Regions from separate parts of the Sus scrofa genome. Here regions 2 and 3 are each linked to region 1. Evidence: chromatin contacts called from public HiChIP or PLAC-seq data. All regions are on one chromosome and are shown on one strand. Each heading gives the region's core, a stretch centred on a gene start, on an enhancer-like site or on the middle of the called end of the contact. The rest is flanking DNA. Distances are from core to core; before and after follow the strand shown. Region 1 has its middle 31 kb from the start of PSAP. Region 2 has its middle 32 kb from the start of DDIT4. Region 3 holds the start of ANAPC16 (anaphase promoting complex subunit 16).

Region 1 (2,997 bases), core at 197-2,696:
CTCAGGAAATATTTGTTAAAGACAGATACAGAAAGGAAAACAACCAATAGGGAGTTCTCATTGTGGCACAGTGGAAACAAATCCACTTAGGAACCATGAGGTTGTGGGTTCAATCCCTGGCCTCACTCAGTGGGTTAAGAATCCGGCATTGCCATGAGCTGTGGTGTAGGTCACAGACGTGGCTCGGATCTGGCATTGCTGTGGTTGTGGTGTGGGCCGGCAGCTGTAGCTCCGATTGGACCCCCAGCCTGGGAACCTCCATATGCGGCAAGTGCGGACCTAAAAAAGACTAAAAGAAAAAAGAGAAAAACAGCCAATAAAGAAAGAGAAAAAGTAAAAAAAAAAAAAAAAAAAAAAAAGAGAAACTTGAAAGAGGAGAAGAAGAAAGGAAAAAAGAAAGGGGGAAGAGATGGAGAGACGGAGAGGGTAAGAAGGAAGGAGAAAATCGGAATTGGAATTTTACTTTTACAACTTATTTATTTGATTTTTTTCTTTCTTTTTTTTTCTTTTATCTTTTTTTTTTTTCTTTTTTTGGCTGCACCAGCATGCAGAAGTTCCCAGGCCAGGGATCAAACCCATGCCACAAGAGGGGCCCACAAGCCGCAGCAGTGATAATGCCAGATGCTTAATCTGCTAGGCCACCAGGGAACTCCTACTTTAACAACTTTAATTGGTTGAATATCTTTTAAATGTTTTCACTGTAAAATAAAAAATTAAAAAACAAGAAACAAACAAACAAACAAAAAAACCCCAGGAGTTCCCATTGTAGTTAAGCAGGTTAAGAACCCAACTAGTATTCATGAGGATGCAGATTGGATCCCTAGCCTCGTTCAGTGGGTTAAGGATCCAGTGTTGCCAGCTGCAGCTCGGATTCAGCATTGCTGTGGCTGTGGCATGGGCCGGCAGATGCACCTCCGATTGGACCCTTAGCCTGGGAACTTCCAGATGCTGCAGGTGTGGCCCTAAAAAGAAAAAAAAAAAAAAAAAAAAGGCATGGGGAAGGGGGAGAGACAAAATACAGACTATCCCATGGTTCCAATGGCTTAACTAATTACTACAAGGTGAACTGCCATGGAGACAAAGAAAAAGAACTTGGTCAACCACCCCACCAGCCCCTTCGCGGGCCTGTCCCCAGGCACCACGCTTCGCTCCTCCTGAAGCAGTAACTGCTATCCCGACTTTCATAAGCAACCTGATTGCATTTTAACCGCAAGTCTGCTGTGGGGGGCAGGAATAGGGTGGAGTGGGGTGGAGTAGGGTGGCGGTTTTAAAGCACTGGGGCAGTCGGGGCCCAGTTCCCACCGCAGACACCCCTCTCCTCTCGCAGCTTGTGCAAGACTCTCCTGGCCCCACGGACGCTTGCGGGGCGGGACAGGGCGAAGGCTCGCAAGAACAAAAGCCATCCTCATCCGCTTTCGAAATGCAATGTTGTGCAACCCCAGTGGAGGGAGCTTCAGGTCTCCCGAGAAAGAGAAGCGAAAGAGGATCAGAAACCACCCGCTGAGTGATTTCAGGTTCAACGCGGTCCATGTGGAAAGCGGCAGGGTAGCACACCGATCCAGGGAGCGAGCGGAGGGGAGGCCCCGAGCGCACGGAGGGGAGCCCCTCTCCTGGCCGCAGAGAGGAGAGGATCCGTTCATGCCCAGCTGAGGCGCTTTGGCGGCCCAGGGGTGCATCCTCACACCTGTTCATCCATCCGCCCCGCTCACGAACCGACCCTGGAGGGATGCGCAGGCAGCGCTGTGAGCTAGCCCTTGAGCATGGGTGCAGGAGTCCACGTAGAAAGGGAATCAGTTGGAGGACTCAGTTTTCAGAAGACATTAATTTTGAGAATAACACACACACACCATTCATTATACAACTACAGATGTGATAAATTCATTTGAGTAATAATAAAAATAAATAAATAAATCACACACACACACACACACACACACACACACACACGCGCGCGCACTTCTGCTTCGACCTTTGGGCCCAGCCACCTCCCCCAAGAAGCTGCCCTTTTCTCCCACTGCATAGGAAGTTCTTTCCTCTGGGCTTCTGATATCAGCCCTCCCAAACTTCCGCTGCCCGTGTAATCTTGGGCAGGTCCCCCTGTGCCTCAGCCTTCTGGTCTGTCAAATGGCTACAGGAGTGGTTGGGAGGTGGGTAGTGCTGACATGCAGAGAACTTGCCTGCCTGGTTCGCATCACCCTCCATCCCAGAGAAAAAAGAGCCTGGAGGCCTGAATCGCTCCCTGACCCCACGTTCCCCTGGCTCAGGCCTTGCCACCAACGTGATTTGCCCTTCCTGAGTTTCAAAATGGAGTCGCAGAAGCTCAGGAATTGTGTATAATGATGTAAAAGATAGTGATGAGGTTCAGCCAGCAGCTCTGACCGCATGTGAAGGAAGCAGCTTTGCTTCACAGCCCCGGCTTCCCCTCTGCGCCATGCCCCCTCCTCCCCCTCCCTGTCAACCTCCCCCTCCCCCCATCCAGGCCTCCTGTGTCCTTGTATTTGGAAATAAATCCTTTTCCTTTAGCCTCCTCTCAGTCTCAAAAGGCTGACTCAAGAGTTAATGATTAGGAAATAGGGTTACAACTAAGAAACTAGTTAAAAGTCTCCACATTAGGTTAGGCCCTGCCTTGGCCCACGAACTTACACTAACAGGCTTCTCGCAAATGATTTCTTCCTTGCCTAATCGCTTTTTCTCACTAATCATTATTTTCTAGTTAGAGGTTTTTTGTTGTTGTTGTTGTTTTGTCTTTTTGCCTTTTTGCCTTTTCTAGGGCCACCTCCCAAAGCATATGGAGGTTCCCACGCTAGGGGTCCAATCGGAGCTGTAGCCACCGGCCTACGCCAGAGCCACAGCAACTTGGGATCCGAGCCGCGTTTTCGACCTACACCACAGCTCACAGCAACGCCGGATCCTTCACCCACTGAGCAAGGCCAGGGCTCGAACCCGTAACCTCATGGTTCCTAGTTGGATTCGTTAACCACTGAGCCACGACGGGAA
Region 2 (2,997 bases), core at 222-2,721, 350 kb after region 1:
GATTTCCACATGCCACAGGTGTGGCCAAAAAAAAAAAAAAATAGTTAAAGCCAAGAATAACTTCATCTGTATGTAGGAAGGAAAGCAGGTCTGTCTCTTCACAGGGCTGCAAGAGGAGAATGCAGGGGCATGGTTTTGCTGAACTTCTGCAAGAGATCAGTCTGAGACAAGGAGAGCAATGTGTCTGTGATTAACCAGCAGGAGCCTCAGCCTAAGGTGTTTCTCTCCTGCCCTGGTCTTTGAGGTGACTGGGTGCTGCGAGCTCTGGGGTACAGGAAGCACACGTTAAACAACCCTGGGGAATAACAAGCCCTTGACGGGAGGGCGGCCAGCAGAACAGGGAAGAGTATCGCCAGCCTCCTCCACCAGCTCGGCCAGGCCAAGACTTCCTTCCTCCAACCCCACAGAGGGCGGGGCGGGGGGGCACCTCTAGCTCCCAAACAAGGATTTCAGAGGGTGGTTTGGAGGCTTTCAATCAAGAAACTACAGACACTGATTTAGCAGATTCTGTGTGTTGGCTTCAGAAGATCCCTGAACTCAAGGAGCTAAAACTAATTTGGCAGGGCCACCACTCCCGCCATGCGCCATCCCCCCCCCAATCCCCCAGCTTCCAGATCAGAAGCACTGGCTCTGGTGACCTCACTTGGCTTTATCACACTTGGCTTTATTCATGCTGTTCCCCTCTGTGTGCCCCAGCGGAGCCACAAGATCCTTGAGGGCAGTTACAAAGTCTTCAAGGGTCTTCACCCACACCTGCCCCCCTCCATTTCTGCCTCATTCAGTGCCCGCACTGAGCAGATGATCAGGCGACATGCACATGGTGTGGCCTGCGTGAAGGGCCCTGGCAATGAGAGCAGCTGAGGGAGGCCGTTTTAAGGTAGTGGGGTGGGGAGTGTGGAAGGCATCCAGGAGGCGGTGAATCTAAGGTCCTGAGGCAACATGGCAGCCCAGGAATGGAGAGGGAGCCTTGGGAGGGGGCATTCTGATGGGAGCAGTGGGCTGGGGGCCCGACCCCGGGGTATCTCTCATGTGACAACTCCCAGGTTGGGGTGCCCTTGCTTGCAGGCTCACACCTATGCCTGCCAAGAGGCGAGGGTGAGATGCAGGGGCTCCTGTTACAGTCGTGACCTGGGATGGTCTCGGGGGTGCCACCTCTTCCAAGAAGCTGACTTTTGAAGACTCTGCCCGGCCACGGACATCACGATGCGTTTGCACTGGCCTCAGCTGTTGATTAAACCTCCGTCCGTGCAACTAGCACTCCAGGAAGAACACTCTCTTCCTCACAGCGTGTCCCTGCTCCTGTTTTTCACGTTTATGGGCATCAGGTGATTTGAAGAGGGATCCACACCCAGAGGAGCGCACCCAGTGAGGTCAGCTGAGAAAACAACTGCCTCCGCTCTGTTTTCCCTCGTTATTCTGGGAGCTGCAGGCTTGGGCCTCCGGTCACCCCTGGGCTTGTCCCCGCCCCCCAGTGCTTCTCTTCTGTCCCCGCTCCAGCCTCAAGCCTGCCCAAACTGTTGTTTATCAACACAGACCAGAACATTCCGCTGCCAGCAGAAACACACATGGCGATGGCACTGCCATCCCACACCCTGTCGTCAACACACTCCCACGCACTGTTTGCCGCTGTCAAAGCTGTGCTCACACACACATTCTGCGCCCCTCCCCCCCCCGCCAACACAGCTGTTCCCCACTGCTTGGAACCCAGCCCTCCACCTTGCACACATTCTCTGTGGGTTTTTCTCACGCGTGCTCACGGCGGAGGCTTACACTTGTGGTTCAGGCCAGCACACACTCTGCCCTGTGATCGGATCTGTCTGTTTCACCACCTGTGACTGTGTGACCTTAGGCAATGGACTTAACCTCTCTGGACATCAGAGGCCTCATCTGTAGAATAGGGATCACAGTTACTGTATGCGGCTTTTCCCGTGGGCTCAGGGGGCGGATGAGAGAGCAGGCATGCAGTAAGAGCTCAGTCAATGGGAGCTCTGATGGTGGGATGACGAATGTTGTGGATCCTTTCTGGAATCTGGCTGTTGGTTTTCCTTTCCCATGCCCAGCAGTTGGCCTCACCTCATGTTCACACCTTCCGGGCTGTGTGACCTGTCGGCTTCTCAGGTCCTCACTGGTGAAATGGCTTTAACAGCTGCCCGGCCAGGCCCAGAGGCCGGCTGTGAGGGGCACAGGGAGAGGTTACCATTGTGCTTGGGAAGCTCTTCAATTGGCCACAGCTGCAGGGCGTTGTAGAAGGAAAGGATTTGAATGGGGCAACAGCCAAACTAAGGCATTTTCAGCTGCTTTCCATCTTCCCTCAGCTCCTCCGTTGATCCTGAAACTGGACTCAGAGTTTCCATTTCAGCTCTGCTGGGGGCTGAAGGCTTTGCAGAGGCCACGTGGCCCCAAAGCTGTACCTGGGGCTTCGGGCCGCCCGCACCCCCACCCTCCCCCATCACCTTCCATCAGGCACAGCTGCTCGTCCCAGCAGGACCTGCCGTGCTGAACCCTCCCTCCGGCTCACGGATCTTATGTTCTCTCACTTCCCCCCAGAGGCTAAGGGTCCCTGGCCCTCTCCTCATGCTCCCTTCCATCCCTCATGCTCCCTTCCACCCTGTCATCTTCTCTAGGACACATTTTTTTTTTTTTTTTTTTTTTGTCTTTTTGCCTTTAGTAAGGGCTGCTTCTGCGGCATATGGAGGTTCCCAGGCCAGGGATCGAATCGGAGCTGTAGCCGCCAAGCCTATGCCACAGTCACAGCAACGCCAGATCAGAGCTGCGTCTTCGACTTACATCACGGCTCACAGCAACGCTGGATCCTTAACCCACTGAGCAAGGCCAGGGATCAAACCGGCAACCTCATGGTTCTTAGATTCGTTAACCACTGAGCCATGATGGGAACTCCCCCACTTTCTTTCTATTTTCTATCTCCAGGACCCTTTTTCTCTTCAAGCATCTTTCCTTCTCCTTGGACCTTTCTATTCTGGGAAACAGAGAGATGCA
Region 3 (2,997 bases), core at 363-2,862, 280 kb after region 1:
TCCTGAAAAATAAATGATCACCTTACCTTTTGTTTTAATCAGAAATAAACCCTACCTCTATTATCTAGATCTTTATGTAGGTATGAAAGAACAAAATTGGGCATCAGTTCACAATACATCCCAAGCCAAAGCAGCACTGTTTCCATTCGATTTCTCCTATCTATAAGCTGTTTTAAGCCAACTGATGCAGTTTCCACTACACTATTCCACTGCTGGCTCACTCTAGATAATTTGTAAACTATTGGCATTCCCCAAAAAAGTGATTAAAAGATACTGAGCTTGTCCATGGCTTTGACAGAAAGAACAGAGGTCTCTTTGTAACATTAACCTTTAGGAGTAAAATGCAATCTTCTGTGTTTACCTAAACATTTGCAGTGTCTCACCCACTCTAACCAGCATGGTAATTAAGAAAAGCAGGGATATTTAATACACTTATCCTCAAGGGGAGGACAAAAGATCCTGAAGAACTTTTAGAGGTGTTAAAACTATATGCGCAACAAAATCAAAATGCCTATCAGAATCAAATATGACTTAAGCAACATGGTTCTCCAAACGAACACATTGCTGAGGGGAGGAATCCAATTTCTGTGGGCCCCCAAACTGTACATCACTTCACTGAGAGGCCAAGCTTCTAAACATCACTTAAAGAATCAATAATTCTGGAAAGAGGAGTTCCCTTCATTGCTCAGTGGTTAACAAACCCGACTAGGAATCATGAGGATGCGGGTTCCATCCCTGGCCTTGCTCAGTGGGTTAAGGATCCAACATTTCTGTGAGCTGTGGTATAGTTCCTGTGGGCTTAGATCCCCCACGTTGCTGTGGTTGTGGTGTAGGCTGGCAGCTACAGCTTCAATTCGACCCCTAGGCTGGGAAGTTCAACATGCCGTGGGTGCAGCCTGAAAAAAAGAAAAAAAAAATCTGGAAACAAAGATTCCTTATGGGCTAGCCATAGTTAAGCTCAACCAATGTTCCCACTATATGTGTTAGACGGTCATGAAGCCCAAAATAAGTTAGAGTTCCCCCTCAAAAAATCAATTCTCACTAAATACCCTAACGCTCAACCCAATCCCAGCAAGAAAATAGCTTTAATTGGTAATTTGCTTACAGAACCAAGTGGTGATTTCCTGTTGAGATTAGCAGTAAAATGAATAAAATAATAAGTAAAATAAACAGACTTGAATGTCAGAAGGGGTATAATTATCAAGTTTAATGACTTTACATCCTAGTGCCCTATTCCTCCAGGACCTTTCAAATAAATCTCTCCACAAAAGTAGATTTTAATGTTAAGGAAGGGCGCTGAGACTGAGCTCTGGGAAAGAGCGTTGTCTGAGATAGGAAGCTGTTCATCTGCCTTTCCTTGGGATACGAGTCTGCTCAGAAGGATGGCGGAATAACAAATTTAACCCTGCAGCGTGACGGTTTGGTAAGAGAGAGCAAAGCAGAAGGCCTGAAATGCCGTGCGTTAAGATAAAACCCTAAATGACAAAAGTGAGCAAGAAAAAATAAAACGAGTACTCCAAAGGTAGCGGAGAAATACGGACCCCACAGCAAAAAGAAAATCCGGGAACGAGGAGGAGAAGGACCCGGAAGTCCTCTCCGCCCCGGCCACGCCCACTACTGCAAGGGGCACGCGCACGCCGCTGCCGGTCCCTCCACGCGGGCGCGAGCACGGCGCCGCCCTTGTCGATGTTAACTCGGCCGCACCAGTCGGCCTTGGGGGCGGGGCTGTAGGGGAAAGTGCCAAAGCTGCTGAGGTAAGTGGCCGAGGGCTCAGGGACCCTCGAGAGCCTGGTGGAAAGGGACTTGATCTCTGGGATCCTACCTGCAGGGACTAGTAAAATGGAGAAAGTAGGAGGAGGAATGGGAGCCTGCCGCAGAGGGCGTGCAAGAGGAAATTTCCTTAGGCCGCGCCTGGCTAGTGCGCATGCGGGCCGAGGGCTGGCGCCTGCGCAGTGGAACGGCGCTGTTGGCGTAGCCCTCTGGGGACTCGATGGCGGGTCGGGGTGGGGGTGGGGGTGAGGCTGTGGCTGTGACTTGGAGGTAGCTTGAGAACCGTTGGCGTTCTGATCCCTCCTCTTGGCAGCCCATTTCTTTCCGCCCCACTTGTTTTTAGCTGCACATCTTTTTGAATGGTAATCCAGCTGTTTAAGTGAAACACAGCGGAATGAATGTTTTCTTGATGATGGAGTTTAATAATTGCTTCTAATAATTTGCCATTGTACCAGCGTACTTCCTTCAGTATCTTTATGATAGGACATTTTTAAAAGGAAAAGGTTCTTTCTAAGATAGGTATATATCTGCCAGGAAGGAAAGTAGTTTATGAATACGAGGTCATCCCCATCGTATATGAAGTAAATGTGTTGATTATCTCACCAATGTGAACACAGCCGTGCTGTATCTCCCCAGAGAGCATTGTTCTACTGCAAGGATCGCTACTGCTAATAGTTCCAGCTTTCCTGATAGCGTCAAATCCCAGGTTACCTCATCATCAGTATTTAAACATTTGTCAAAATTTTACAGAGCATCAACTTTGGGCATAGCAGCCAAGTGGGAGAAAGAGTTATGTAAATAGATCTGCAGAATGAGGAAGAAAAACAAAATGATAATGAACCAGTCCTCTTCATACCAATCTTCTCTAGCCCCTGGGTAACCTTTGCTGAGCTGCTCGCCCTGTGTTCTGTCATTTGTTCATTATTCAGGAGAAATTGTGATCCAGGTTCTGTGCTAGGCCTCCAGGGTAAAAAGATAACTCCTCCCCCTTTTCCTAAGAAAGGGGTTCTTCCTAAGATTATGAACCTTAAAAGTGTGAAGTGCATGTTAGTGTGAAGTGCATGTTCCCTCTTTCTGAGCAGGTTCTTTCCCCTCTAGGAGTGTGCTGACTATATGTCAAATGGAGGGAGTAATAACTTTTCCCTTGAGTGTGTTGAAACAATAAGTATGAAAAACCGGGATCTGGATAAAGCAGTGAGATCCTGCTGTATGGCACTGGGAACTATA

What was found. HiChIP or PLAC-seq counts read pairs in DNA pulled down with a chosen protein or histone mark.
Region 2: a contact with region 1 is called in an H3K27ac HiChIP or PLAC-seq map of alveolar macrophages. The contact joins two enhancer-like sites. A contact is called at or near these places in 1 of 47 Hi-C or Micro-C datasets (epiblast stem cells) and 1 of 2 datasets of contacts at active chromatin or transcription factors (alveolar macrophages).
Region 3: a contact with region 1 is called in an H3K27ac HiChIP or PLAC-seq map of alveolar macrophages. The contact joins the promoter of ANAPC16 here to the enhancer-like site in region 1. A contact is called at or near these places in 1 of 5 promoter capture datasets (liver), 14 of 47 Hi-C or Micro-C datasets (alveolar macrophages, brain, embryonic fibroblasts and 10 more) and 2 of 2 datasets of contacts at active chromatin or transcription factors (alveolar macrophages and skeletal muscle).

Annotation. Positions count from the first base shown.
Region 1 is chr14:74,799,310-74,802,306 of Sscrofa11.1, forward strand. It overlaps a transcript of PSAP not described here. Among named protein-coding and RNA genes, the nearest start is that of PSAP, 31 kb to the left of the region's middle. Within about 2 kb of position 1,447, at least 25 of the 83 cell types and tissues checked have an H3K27ac peak or open chromatin away from gene starts, as enhancers often do. A contact at or near this core is called in alveolar macrophages, embryonic fibroblasts and fetal liver, where this site is marked.
Region 2 is chr14:75,147,845-75,150,841 of Sscrofa11.1, forward strand. No RefSeq gene overlaps it. Among named protein-coding and RNA genes, the nearest start is that of DDIT4, 32 kb to the left of the region's middle. Within about 2 kb of position 1,472, at least 18 of the 83 cell types and tissues checked have an H3K27ac peak or open chromatin away from gene starts, as enhancers often do. A contact at or near this core is called in alveolar macrophages, where this site is marked.
Region 3 is chr14:75,081,061-75,084,057 of Sscrofa11.1, forward strand. It overlaps ANAPC16 (anaphase promoting complex subunit 16), which reads left to right and starts at 1,613. Exons shown (of 4, transcript NM_001190225.1): 1 at 1,613-1,754. ASCC1 (activating signal cointegrator 1 complex subunit 1) reads right to left here and starts at 1,921. Exons shown (of 11, transcript NM_001244083.1): 1 at 1,823-1,921; 2 at 1-2.